Regions from separate parts of the Mus musculus genome. Here region 1 is linked to region 2. The links are chromatin contacts, called in public HiChIP or PLAC-seq maps. All regions are on one chromosome and are shown on one strand. Each heading gives the region's core, a stretch centred on a gene start, on an enhancer-like site or on the middle of the called end of the contact. The rest is flanking DNA. Distances are from core to core; before and after follow the strand shown.

The links. HiChIP or PLAC-seq counts read pairs in DNA pulled down with a chosen protein or histone mark.
Region 1: a contact with region 2 is called in a FOXA1 HiChIP or PLAC-seq map of pancreatic cancer cells. The contact joins the promoter of 6030442K20Rik here to the promoter of Srgap2 in region 2. A contact is called at or near these places in 1 of 39 promoter capture datasets (pre-B cells), 1 of 115 datasets of contacts at active chromatin or transcription factors (pancreatic cancer cells) and 1 of 9 other capture datasets (adipose tissue).

What each region holds. Positions count from the first base shown.
Region 1 is chr1:132,475,650-132,481,763 of GRCm38.p6, forward strand. 6030442K20Rik (RIKEN cDNA 6030442K20 gene) reads right to left here and starts at 1,415. Exons shown (of 2, transcript NR_165177.1): 1 at 1,073-1,415. It overlaps Rbbp5 (retinoblastoma binding protein 5, histone lysine methyltransferase complex subunit), which reads left to right and starts at 1,718. Exons shown (of 14, transcript NM_172517.2): 1 at 1,718-1,878. The coding sequence starts at 1,860.
Region 2 is chr1:131,525,504-131,531,910 of GRCm38.p6, forward strand. Srgap2 (SLIT-ROBO Rho GTPase activating protein 2) reads right to left here and starts at 1,858. Exons shown (of 23, transcript NM_001081011.2): 1 at 1,730-1,858; 2 at 1-90. Fam72a (family with sequence similarity 72, member A) reads left to right here and starts at 2,400. Exons shown (of 4, transcript NM_175382.4): 1 at 2,400-3,349; 2 at 5,151-5,228. The coding sequence starts at 3,198.

The DNA of each region.
Region 1 (6,114 bases), core at 165-2,664, 950 kb after region 2:
TCTCCTAATCTCAAGCTCCTTGATTGTTTTTCTCTCCTGTAGATTGGATTCAGACCATCCTTCACGGCCAACAGTAAACTCCTGGAGAGTTTTTACCCCTCACCGGAACTCCTACTCAACAGTGTCTTTAAGAGGTTGATCTTTAGGGCTAGGCTTATAGGTAGGCTCTGTAGGTAAGGCTTAGGTTCAATCACCAGTACCAGAAGAGCTGAAAGCAAACAAACCAAACCCAAACCCAAACCCAAACCCAAACCCAAACCAAAGCAAACCAGCACAGCAGCAGCAGCTGCAACAACAAAAATCCCAACCCGTCTAATGTTATTTCCTTCTTCTCTCTCACTCCAGGACTCACTAGGGAGCCCAGGCTCCTTCCTGAGTGCTGAGATTACATATATGAGCTATAAGACTGGGTAGGAATTTTTATTTTTTAAACATTAACTTGATCATATTATTCCTTCCTTGAAAATTTTACAAAATGCATGTTCCATTAGAAAAAAACATGGCCAGGGACACCAACAGTCTGCCTACAGAAAATAAACCCATATACACGTGAAAAGTTCATCATTATTACTTCATAAGTGAAACAATGTATTTTTTTTTCTGTTTCACTAAGCCAGTGGGTACAGCCAAAGAGACCTGATAATAAATCACTGTGAGAAGTGCAGAAATATTTCTACAAATTATTTCTGGTTCTATAGTATTTGGATAGCATTTCGGAAATATTGGACACGAAAGGGAGTGAAAATTGTCCAATATCTCTGAGCCTCAATTACTGTTTTTGGGTTAAATGGCTACATGAAAGACATATTTAGGAGATAGTAACTGGTAAATAATGGCTTATACTTGCTGTCACCTGATTTTTTTATGCACTTTATATGCTTAACTCATTTAATCCTCGTAATTCTCTAAGTAGTATTATTATCACTGTCATTTTACGCACAAGGAAAGGGTTAAATACCCATAACGGTGAAGTCAGTTAGGAGGACCTCTAGATTACTGTCATTATAGCTACACAGGGGTGACTTGCCCACCACATTGGATAAACACTTCCCACCCCACGCCCATTATTTACCATTAGCTGGTCTTCTCTGATTGCTCTGTGTACATCAAGTCTGACAGAACTGTGGGACACTCAGTCCATCTCTCTTGACAATGTTCCTGTGCCCTAATCGATGTTGTGTACACAGTAATACCGCAGGAAAGGGCCTAACAAATACTATCGTGCCGTTTTATGTGATGCATAGCATAGTTTTAGAGACGTGAAATAATCTTCACGAAACTAAGTCAGACACATAGTAATTATAGTACTCATAGTAAGGTGAGCCAAGCCAGCACGCGCTCTGACCACGCCAAAGAGCTCCAACACTCTTGCACTAGGGGCCGACCTTTCCCGCTTTCCTGCGGTAGAAAGAATCGCCCGGAACCTTTCTTGCGGAGTCTCAGGCAGCCGCCGGGACAACCCAAGGAACACACGGCATTGTGAGTATTAGTGGGTTAGTGATATGCCTGAAATTTCTTGCTCACTTACGTGGTCCCGGAGAGAAAAGCTTTACATTCTTGTACTTTTTGGAGTTCCGACTGACTATGACATTTTTTTCTCCCTCGATAATATTATAGTTGTTTGATTACAAGAGCGTTTAATATTTTTTTTAATTAGGGAGAAATGTGGACAGCTACGTAAAACGAACAAGGAAGGCGGGGGAGGAAAGCGGAAGCCGCGGGGCCTTCTAAGTCCGAAAGTCTCCGGAGCTTGCGCCAGGCTCTTCGCGGCGCCCCCCACTTAGACGCGGGGCTTCTGAGCGGGTGGGGGAGAAGGAACTGTTGCCGGTGCGGAGACCAGGCGGCCAGCGTCTGCAGGGATGAACCTCGAGTTGCTGGGTGAGGAGGGCTTGCCTGCGACTTAGCAAACCCTTCGGTATTGGGAAGGAGGGAACCTGGGCGGGAGGGACCGCAGGCTGCAACCTTAGGGACACTCTTCGGAGATGGTTCATTGAGTGCTCGTGAGGTGGAGTTGCAGCAGCAGGAGTAAGACCAGCTTCTGTCCGAAGAGAATGCATTACTTTTCTGAAACCGCTTTCAGATCAGTTGTGGAGTCATTGAGGCACTTTTTGTCCGAGCTGTGATTTCGAAGATCGCAGGTGCTGAAGTAACAAATCAGACAGGACCAGAGTTTTGGAGATGCAGTCAGAGGAAGAGTGACCTAGGGTGGGTCAATTTTGAAGACCTGTCAGGGGATCCGGTGCCTAGATGGGATTACTCTTGCTGGAAAGGTGTTACTTAACCAGATTTTATTTTAAAAATAAAAAATAAAAAAAAGGTTAAGGGAATAGGTAAGGGTGTTGTAATTCGGCACTAAGTGGCGTAGTTGGCATTTGGAATCCAGTCATCTTGACTGCCCGTTTAAGGTCCTTAACCGTAGGGAGGTGTAGATCCCCGGAAATGTGAACTACACAAGCAGTTGTTTTATTCTCGAGACAGGGTTTCTCTGTATAGCCCTGGCTTCCCTGGAACTCATTTTGTAGACAAGGCTGGCCTCGAACTCAGAAATCCACCTGCCTCTGCCTCCCAAGTGCTGGGATTAAAGGCGTGCGCCACCACCGCCCAGCCAGTCAGTACTCTTAGCCGCTGAGCCATCTCTCCAGCCCACTTACAAAGATAATTTTTAAAGTGTTCTTTGTCTTTATAGCGGCTTTATTGGAGCATGGGTGCATGCTTGTGGATATAATACTGACGAAGTATGAAAGTATGTGAAAGGTGTATCTAAAATAAAAGACACCAATGAGAAAATTTTTAATTTGTTATTTTATGTGTGTGGGTGCTTTGTCTGTATGTATGACTGTGCACCAGTGATGTATGTGCCTGGTGCCCACAGGAGCCAGGAGAGTCAGATTCCCTGAAACTGGAGTTACAAATGGTTTTGAGCTACAATATGGGTGCTGGGAATCATACCTGGGACCTTTGGAAGAGCAGCCAGTGCTCTTAACCACTGAACCATCTCTGCTGCCCCTCAGTGAGATAATTTTTCTGCTATGCCAAAATGTGGATATTGTAATAAAGAGGATAACCAAGAGTTTAAGTTGATGATGTTTATTTTGTGGAGACTCATGGATGCCAGGTTGGACAGTTTACTTTTTAAGGAAGATAGGGCAGATACACCAACAGCTCAGATGGAGCACTGATTTATAAAGTTTTTCGGAGAGTTATAATGCATAGATGAATGTTGAGACAATATAAAACCAGTCTGGAAGGCCACAATGTATGAGTGATACACGGAATGTGTGAATTGGGACATAGAAAGAAAAAACATTGGGGAGGCAGTATTTGAGTGTAGTGGTGATAAGAAAATGAACTACAAAATAATGGTGCTTGACTAATAAGATGCAAGGAATTGTGAAAGGTAGCTTGGATCTGTTGGATGTAGACTGAGAGCTTGGGAGACAAGTCTTGACTTATGATCACCATTTGTTTCTGCTTATTGAAACCCTGGGACTGGGTGTGAATAGGTGGAAGGGAAAAGATGAAAGGGGCCAAATATTGTCAGGGACAAGATCTTTAGTTATTTACCTGGAGGGAAAAGGATGATCAAGTAATTATAAGTTAACTAATATATGCAGTGCTTCTATGAGCTAGTCACATTTTCAGGTACCTTCCATATATTTCCCTAAGTATAGCAGCTAGGGGAGGATACAGGTTAGCAGTTCCTTCCATAGACACCAGTTGAGTGTCAAGACAGCACTTGAGTCTGAAAACTGAGAAAAGCCTGCTCCCTTTAATTTCTGGGCAGTTTGCACTCCTTAGCGGCCTAAGGTGAAGGTGATTTTAGGAGGGTGTAGGAGAAGTAGAGACCAAGAGAGATGTTCCATGTTTATAAGAGGAAAAGAGGAAAGCTGTTATAATAGTCCTTTGAAAGAGTTAACAGTGTGTGTCACAAGGAAAGTTCTTTTGAATGATTCAGAAAGGTCATAGGGGAAACAGGAATTTTTAGTATTGGCTGATTCAGCAATTAAAAAGAGGTCTGAGGCTCCAAAGAGAAATCTCTTATAGAAATGACTGAGTATTATGTGAGAAAGTTAGTGATTGTAACTAACTTTATAATAATACAAGCAGGAAAAAGGAACAGAGGTGATATGGTGGGAATAGTTAAACAGTGAAGGACAGCTGGCCAGATAAAGGAAACAAAAGGCTAGGCTAGGCTGTGGGATGTGCTACTCAGGTGGCCTCATCAGGATACTAATTTTACTTCTGTGACCATCTGACCACTTTTTGAGATGTTGCTGGGTACCAGGTGGATGCACTGGAGATAAAATTACGAAGACAGTGCCTCTTGCATCCCTGGTCCTGTGCACTTAGTCAAATGCTGCATCACCAGCCCGGGATAGTTTTCAAACTTGTCTTTCCCTATAACTCATAGTAAAAACAATTTTTTATTTTTAAAATTTAAATGATCACTTACTTAGTGTGTATGGATTTGTGTGTGGGGGTATATGTATATGCTCACGTGCAGGTCAGAGGACAACTTTGGGCAGTCACTTCTCTCTCACTATGTGGGTTCTGGAGCTCTAACTCATGTTCTTAGACTTGGCAGCAAGCATCCTTAGCCACTGAGCTATCTCACTGGCCCAAGAAATAAACTATCATAATCCCTATGTATGTACACGTGTAGTTAGACTATTTCTGGCATGGGTGTGTCTGTGATGTATACCTATGTTAGTGTGCATGTGTGTGGGTGTTTGTGCACTCAAGAGGCCAGAGAAGGGAGTGGTGGATTGTCAGTCTTTGCTCTTTTCCTTTGAGGCAGAGTCTTTTCTATCACCCTGGAGCTCATATTTTTCAGTTGGATTGATAGCCAGCAAACCCCTTTCTATCTCTGCCCCCTTTAGTGCTGGGATTACTGCCTGTGCAGGGTGGTGCTGGGCTTCTGTGCATGCCGGAATCTGAACTCCAGGTCCATGCTTAGCAGCAAGTGCTTTTAACCACTGAGCCATTTCTCCAGTCCTAGAAGTTTTTGAAATGATGTTTAATCCTTTTGTTTACTATCTTCTGATGTTTTCTGCTCTAATATATTTTCTTTTTAAATCTTGTTTTTCATGGACTATGATGATTTATTCATTTTTCAGTAGATTGAATTGTAACATCTGAAAAGTATAAGATACTGCTTTTTGTCCTGGATAAAAAACACAAACAGGAAAAGAGAAACAAATAATTATGTATAATACAGAGTTACAATATCTCACTAGAGTATAGGGGAGCCATATGAAAGCAGCTAGTGCTGCTCTGTTGACGGGATTGATGTAAAATTTGGGGAAATTTTACGGAGCTACTGAGATGGAAGTGCCTAGCCACCAACCAACAAAAGGAGTAGGAGCTTTCTGTGAAGCAAACATCCCTAGGCATGAATGAGTGTATGGCTGAGTACATACATGAATAAATGAGTACAGGAGATTGTGTATTCTACAGCTGGTACTCAGGGCCCGATTAATTTACGTTCTGGCACAGGTGCTGATAGTACAAAGACAAAATCCAAAATGAAAAGTACTGGCCAGGGCCAGGCTGACCTTGCTTTTCGAAGTTATGCTTAAAGAGTTTTGTTCATTTTGTTCAGCAGAGGGTTTTGAGTGAGTGCTGTGGTACAGTTGTGGGTGGAGTCAGACCTGAAATCGTTTGAAAGATTGATCTAGGGAGACAAGACTAAGCCCAAGGCAATGTAACAGGTGTGGTCATGTGAGACTGTGGAATGGCCTATGGTATCTAGACTTACAAATTGAATTTCTCTGAAAGAAATACTGACAGAGCCATCACCTGTTAAAGGCAGCAGAAGGTCTAGATAAACCAGCTACTATGGTTCCAAGCTGGTATGAAAGGGAGGAATTTGTTGGCAATTAGGAAACAAATAGGACTATTGAGAGAAGCTCCTGACAGCCTAATCTTGAAGGAGATGAAGACTTTACCCCATATGATGGGAGACACCTGGACTGCTTGCTCCAAGGCCATTTGAAGCAAGGATCCCACAGGGGACCTGAGGAGGTTTTTGAAGAAGCAGATGAAATTTCACTAAAAGTTAACTGAACTCAGATTCCAAAAAAGCAGGTACAGAGAAGGTCTATAGTGGAACAT
Region 2 (6,407 bases), core at 608-3,107:
TTACCAGCTCAAAGATTCTGCAAATCAAATCCCAAAAGGGTGCCGCTGCAGCGCAGAGTGGGTCGGAAGTCTTTGCTCCGGTTCACTAGCCTGTAAATGCAAGAAAAGGGGGGAGGGGGCGATCAGTCGGAGGGAAGATCCTAATCGCAACAGGGGTGGGGTCGGGGATGACACTCCAAGTCCAGCTTTGGCCCATTCATCTTGGCCTAACAACGCCCGCTCCGCCCGAAGACCCGGCGTGGCGATCAATGTAGGGAGGAAAAATGTTCCCTCCAGGTTTTAAGGCAGAAAGAGAACACTTTGGAGCAGCCGGCAGCGCGTGCTCCGGGCGGAGACTGCGGCGGGAAAGCTGAGCTGCGGGTGGGGACTGCGGCACCTCGGCGCTTTCCCAACCCTGCTAGCCCAAGAGGGGTCCTCCCGCCTAGCCCGCGACGCGGCCCCTGACCTCCGGCTGGGGCACCTCCCAGACATCTACAGGATCCATACCAGAGGGGACAACCAGATGGGCACAACTTTTCTTCCCCTGCCACCCCTCCTCCCAGTTGTTTTGTTTTTGGTAACTAGCTTCTCCTGGCAGCAAAACCGGGGAGGGGGGTGAGGGGGGTGGAGGGGGGACGCTGCAGGAAGGGCCCGCTCCGCACGGGACATCCAGGAAAACAATGTGGTCGGCAGAAGCAGGAAACGAGCTAGAGGCGAGGGTCTAAACCGGGAAAACCCGGAGATGGGAGGCGGCAGGCGGCGGTAGCCTTCCCCAAGCCAGGTATGAGAGTGACTCTAAATGGCACCCCCCCCCCAGTATTTTTTTTGTCCCCCAAGCCTAGGGATCACAAATACCGCACCCAATCCCAGTCGGGTGGGAGGCATCAGTGAGAGTCGCTCCGGGAGGCGCGAGAGGCGGCGGCAAGGAGGCTGAGGGAAGAGCTCCAATGCTGCGGCGGGCCCCTGCCTCCTAGGCCGCCCTGTCCCCGCCGGCGCACAAGCGGCTCCAGGCAGTGTCGCCTACTCCCGGCGGCTGGAGGAAGGGCCGCGCGCAGGAAGAGCGAGCAGAGGCCGCGCGGTGCGGGAGGACAGGAAGCAGGAGGCGGGCGTGAGGTGGGGTCCTGAGGCAGGAGAGAGCCCGGGCCAGCTCGAGCCGCCCAAGCTTGGACGACCAGAGAGGGCGCCGAGAGGACGGCTTTGGGGGCGAGGCAGTGAGGGAAACCGCGGTGGACCGCTGCAACGTGAAGTGTAGGATGTTGGCAACTTTCGGGACCCGCATGAGGTTTGGGTATCAGAGTGGGTGGAGAAGCCCTGGGAGACAGACTGGAGGGCTGGACGGAGAAAGCACCCTGCAAGCCGTGAGGAACACCCCATCTTTCCGGGTCCTGGGCTGGCAGCCAAGGCTAGGAGACCAGGGACGAGACCAGCGGACCGTTACGGCGAGGCCCCTAGGTGGACCCGGCCAACCGTGTGCAAAGGGGCTGCGGGAGGGCGGTGTCGCCGCGTGAGGACCGTCCTCGGCAGTGCAGGGATGGGCGGAGAGATGAACAGTCCCGAGAAGTATTATGGGCTGCACTGGGGGATTTGGAGGGCCGGGGAGGGCGGTATGAGGACCGCGGGCGGCGACACGGCTAAGGCGGCGCCGAAAGCAGCAGCATCCGCAACGCGTCCACCCGCCCAGTCCCGGTTTGTTCAGTCAGAGCAGCAGCAGCCGGGCGTACGGGGAGGGAAGGGGAGAAGGAGCCTTTACCTGGCTCTGCCGCGACCGGTCCCAGGCCCAAGGTTCCGCTTCCCACTTAGCGTTCTCCTCCCCGCCACCCTCTTCTACGCAGTTCGGCCCCCCAGTTCCCTAAGGAGACTCCGCCAACTCCGCAAGACCCCGCCGGGAAGCTGAACCCACCCCTTTGCCAATCACCGCCCGCCTAATAGCGACTGACGGGGACTATAGCCAATAGGAACAACTGATCCATAGACGCCAGGAGTAGAGGCGGGGCTGACGAAACTTAGAGGTGTGGCGAACACTAGCTGCCTAGGCGCAGTCCTAGAGTGAGCTCCTCCCCGGCCTGTGGAAGCCTAAAGTAAAGCTGATGGGCGGGATAAAATGGAAGCGACAGCCAAACACAAACTCTCAAGAGAAGACGGGACCAATCGGACCGGGAAAGGGAGGAGGGAAGTTCAGCCAATAAATAGTAGAGAACGGCCTGGACCTTAGTGTATCCACCAATAAGAAACTCGGGGTGTGTCTTCCAAGTTCACAGGGGGGAGGGTTTAAGCCGAGCAGATGCTGGCCAATGATCTTAGGGGCTGAGCTAATATTAACCAATCAGAGAGCCGATCTGATATCGGCACCGTTACTGGGGCGTGGCCTCTGAGCTCACGTCAGGAGAAGGCCCTTGGCCTTCCAATGTGGGTCTGGGGCAAATTCTAGTCCTCCCAATCCCTGCTCGGCGCAGGCAATTCAAACTGACAGCGGGTTAGAAAAAGCAGAGAAAGCGGAAGAAAGAGCAAAACCCGGCGTGTTCGCTGACTGACTGCAGCGCGAACTGAGCCTATTCCGAGGCTTCTCCCCTCCACCTCGCTACACCGCTGCTCACTTCGGAGCGACCGCTGTGGAAGAGACCTTACGGGTTACGGGCCGCAAGTGCGAGAGCTCGGCCGGGAGAGGACGCCGAGAGCCGTGGTGCAAGGGAGAAAGCCCACGGGCGAGCTCCGAGAAGAGGGAGCGGGACGGGGCCAGAGCCCGCGTGGAAAGGGCTGAGGGGCGTTGAATCCTACGAAGAAGCCGCGTGGAGCTGAGCAAGAATTGGAGCGCTCTGCGGGCGGAGCTCGCGCTGGGAGTGGTCAGAGAGGCGAGGCTTTAAAGGGAAGAAGCCCGCTGGGAACTGGGAAATCGCCCAATTCCGGAGCCGGGGTCGGAGCTGAAGAGTAGAAGATTCTTGAAGACCAGAGAAAGTTAAACCTGTTGCGGAAGTTTCCCTTCAACTCCACTTGTCTCTCCCCACCTTGAACTCCATTTCCCTTCCCTCCCCAAGTCAAAAGGAAGTAAAATTTGCTCTTCCTACTCAATAAATACTAAGTTTCCCTTTCCACCAGGAAAATAGGACTCTCTTCCCAGTTTTAGAGCGTAGAGAACGAGAGGCCTTCCGTCTTGATTGTTAGCCTGAGGAAATCAAAGTTTCCCCTTTCAAAATTCTGCACCTCTTTCAACGTGGGACGCTATGTCTACCAACAACTGTACTTTCAAAGACCGATGCGTATCCATCCTGTGTTGCAAATTCTGTAAACAAGTTCTCAGCTCTAGGGGAATGAAGGCTGTTTTGCTGGCTGATACTGACATAGACCTTTTCTCTACAGACATCCCTCCTACCAAGTAAGTCTGACGGGTGGCCCTTTAGCTGGACAGTGGATGGCATGGGTCCCTGGGAGTCAAGGTTATCATTTGGTGTTCTAGCCACTCCCACCAGTCTGATGATTCCCTTGGAGTTTATCTAAGTGGGCAGACTGTCTGGACAAAGCCTGTGGTTTGCCCAGCGTGGTCAGTACTGAGGTCACTCTTCCAGGCCCTTAGAGTCATGTGTCTGTGCATCCCTTATGTTGACTCTTAAGGCTCAATGCCATGTCCAAACACCCTTCCTCACTGAAGCAAGTCTTTAACAGCCACTTGGAAAGAAGTGTGTAATGATTCATTTAAAGTGAAATTCATGGTTAATAAAGATAGCAAACTTGAGCATTTTAAAACATAAGGAAGTAAAACTATACATAGAGCCTCTGCACCCCTTTGAAATATTTTGTGAATTTGCTTAGGTAGTCATCATTTATTACCAAGGTAAATGAGGTGTTATTTTGTTTGTGTAGGTGCACTTGTATAACGAAATAGCAGTAGATAATAAAACCGTAAAACCAAATGTCCCAAAGGTTCTATGATCCCAATGTTGTTTTAGTTAGATATGCTCACGTAAAAATCTGAAATATTCTATCTCTTCAACATAAAACTGTGGTCATAAGGAAGTCTCAGGTTGGGTTGTTACATGTTGGAGTCTAGCATAGAATCAGGTTTTCTGTATTGCTTGTTTTTCTCTATTGGAATTATAATCACAGTGGATTCATGTGCCAAGATGGGTGTGGATCAGTGAATGCATTGATTTTTAAGATTTATCTTATTATTTTGTCACTCTGTGTACTTGTGTGTATGTTTGAGGAGGGGTGGATATGGAAGGTACTCTCCAGGCTAGAGATGGAAGGTCCTCTGGTTTGGACAGTTGTGGGCTTCATGATATGGGTGCTGGGAAGTGACCTGCAGTTCTCTGCAAGAGGAATAAATCTGCCAAATGTCTATAGTAAGCACAAATATTACCCAACTCTTACAAAATTAACTATGATTATAGTTGAGAGTCTAATTCAGCTCTGAATTTATGAAATTTGCGCCAAATCACAACTAAAAGTGTCATTGGGGTACTGTGGAAAAATCAGGGCCCTGGCTGCAGGACTTTGAGATGGTAAAGCTGCTATAGAGAAACGATTTGGTGGTTCTTCATTCAATCAGAATTACCATATGATCCATATTAATTCCACTTATAGGTATCCATCCAAAGAATTCAGATGAGCATCTTGTATTTATAGCAGCAGCACCCACAATTTAAAAGATAGAAGTCATCTAAGTCCCCACTGACTCGTCCCATAAGTGGGTGCCCAGAAGGTTGCCTTAAAGGAAAGAGATCTTGTCACACGCTGTAATGGGGTGAACCTTGAGTACATTATGCTAAATGGGACAAACCAGTAACTAAACAACAAATATGGTATGACTCTGCTTATTTGAAGTATCTGAAGAACAATAGTGATAGCTAGGAAGTGGGGAGAGGGGAAATTGGAGGTTGTTATACAGTAAGTATAGAGTTTCAGTTTTGCAATATGAAAATGGTCTGGAGAGTCATCCCACAACAGTGTGATGATATTTAATACTTTTAAACTGTACATATTTAAAAGAAAGGTGGAATTCTTGGAATATAGCTCAATGATAGCATGATTGCCTAGCATTTATAAGGTCCTGAGTTCTATCCCTACTGACACACACACACACAGTTTTTAGAGAGGACATATGACAAATTTTTATCTCATTTTAGAATTAAAAGTCTTGGTATATTTGACTGTCTGTAAACTTTTTTATCCTCCAGCACAGTGGATTTCATTGGAAGATGCTATTTCACAGGAATCTGCAAATGTAAACTGAAGGACATCGCATGTTTGAAATGGTAATTTGTGGCACTGTTGTCAATAGCCTGAGTTTGGAAGGTAGATATTGACATAAAAACCCACAGAAAGATTCTGTAGGCTGCATCAGCATTGATATAACTTAGGCGTTGAGCCATTAAAAGAGCATGTGTTTTATAGAGCTATTTTTTATCTACTTATGTGCATGGGTATGTATATGTAACATGTGTGCCATGACATTGTGAAAATTTGTTCTTTCATTCTTCCACTAGGGATGCAGGGATTGAACTTAGGTCCTCTGGCTTAGAAGCAAGATCCATCTTGACCCATTGAGCCATCTTGCCAGTCCTAGAACTATTGTTTTGAAAGAGTCTTTGTGATACTTTACAAATACGATTTGTAGCTTTTCAAAGTATATTTGCAAATATCTGCTCCCCAATAAACCTGTGCAATCTAAAAGATTAAATCAATTAATAAATTAAATCAATGGAATTTACACTCATAAAAATCAGAGAGCAAAGGAGATGGCTCCACTGGTAATGTGCTTGCTGTGGAATGTGAGGCTCTGAATTTGACCTGGATGTAGTAGCACACACTTGCAGTCCCAGCCCCCTCTGGGGATCTGGAGGCACAAGGATCTAAGGAGTTCCCTCAACACCAGCCTAGCCTAAGTGACAAGCCTAAGGCTTTAGTGAGAGACTCCTGAATAACTGAGCCCCAGAGTGACTTGTGGTTTCCACATGCATGCACATAATCACACTACTTGACCCCACATATAAATCAGATTTGAGCCCCACCCTATCCTTGTTTTCTGCATGATCTTGAATAAACCCTTTAAGCCTCTAAAGTTAGGAAACTTGTAGAGTTAGGATTTTATTTTATTTTTATTGGTTTGTTTGGTTTTAGTGTTTTAAGACAAGGTTTCTCTGTGTAGCCCTGGCTGTCCTGGAACTCAATTTGTAGACCAGGCTGGCCACTGACTGTCTCTGCCTCTGGAGTGCTAGGATTAAAGGTGTGTGCCACAATGCTCAAAATCTTTTTCTTTTGGGGGCAGGATATTACTCTGTAACTCAGGCTGATCTTGAATTCACTGTATCGCTCAGAAGAGCCCCTAATTTCTGGCAACTCCTTTGGCTCAGCCACCTGAGTGCACCAACCACCATACCAGCTCCTTATTTAATTCCTGTCCTCCCCAACTCTCCTCTCCCTCCCTCCCTCAC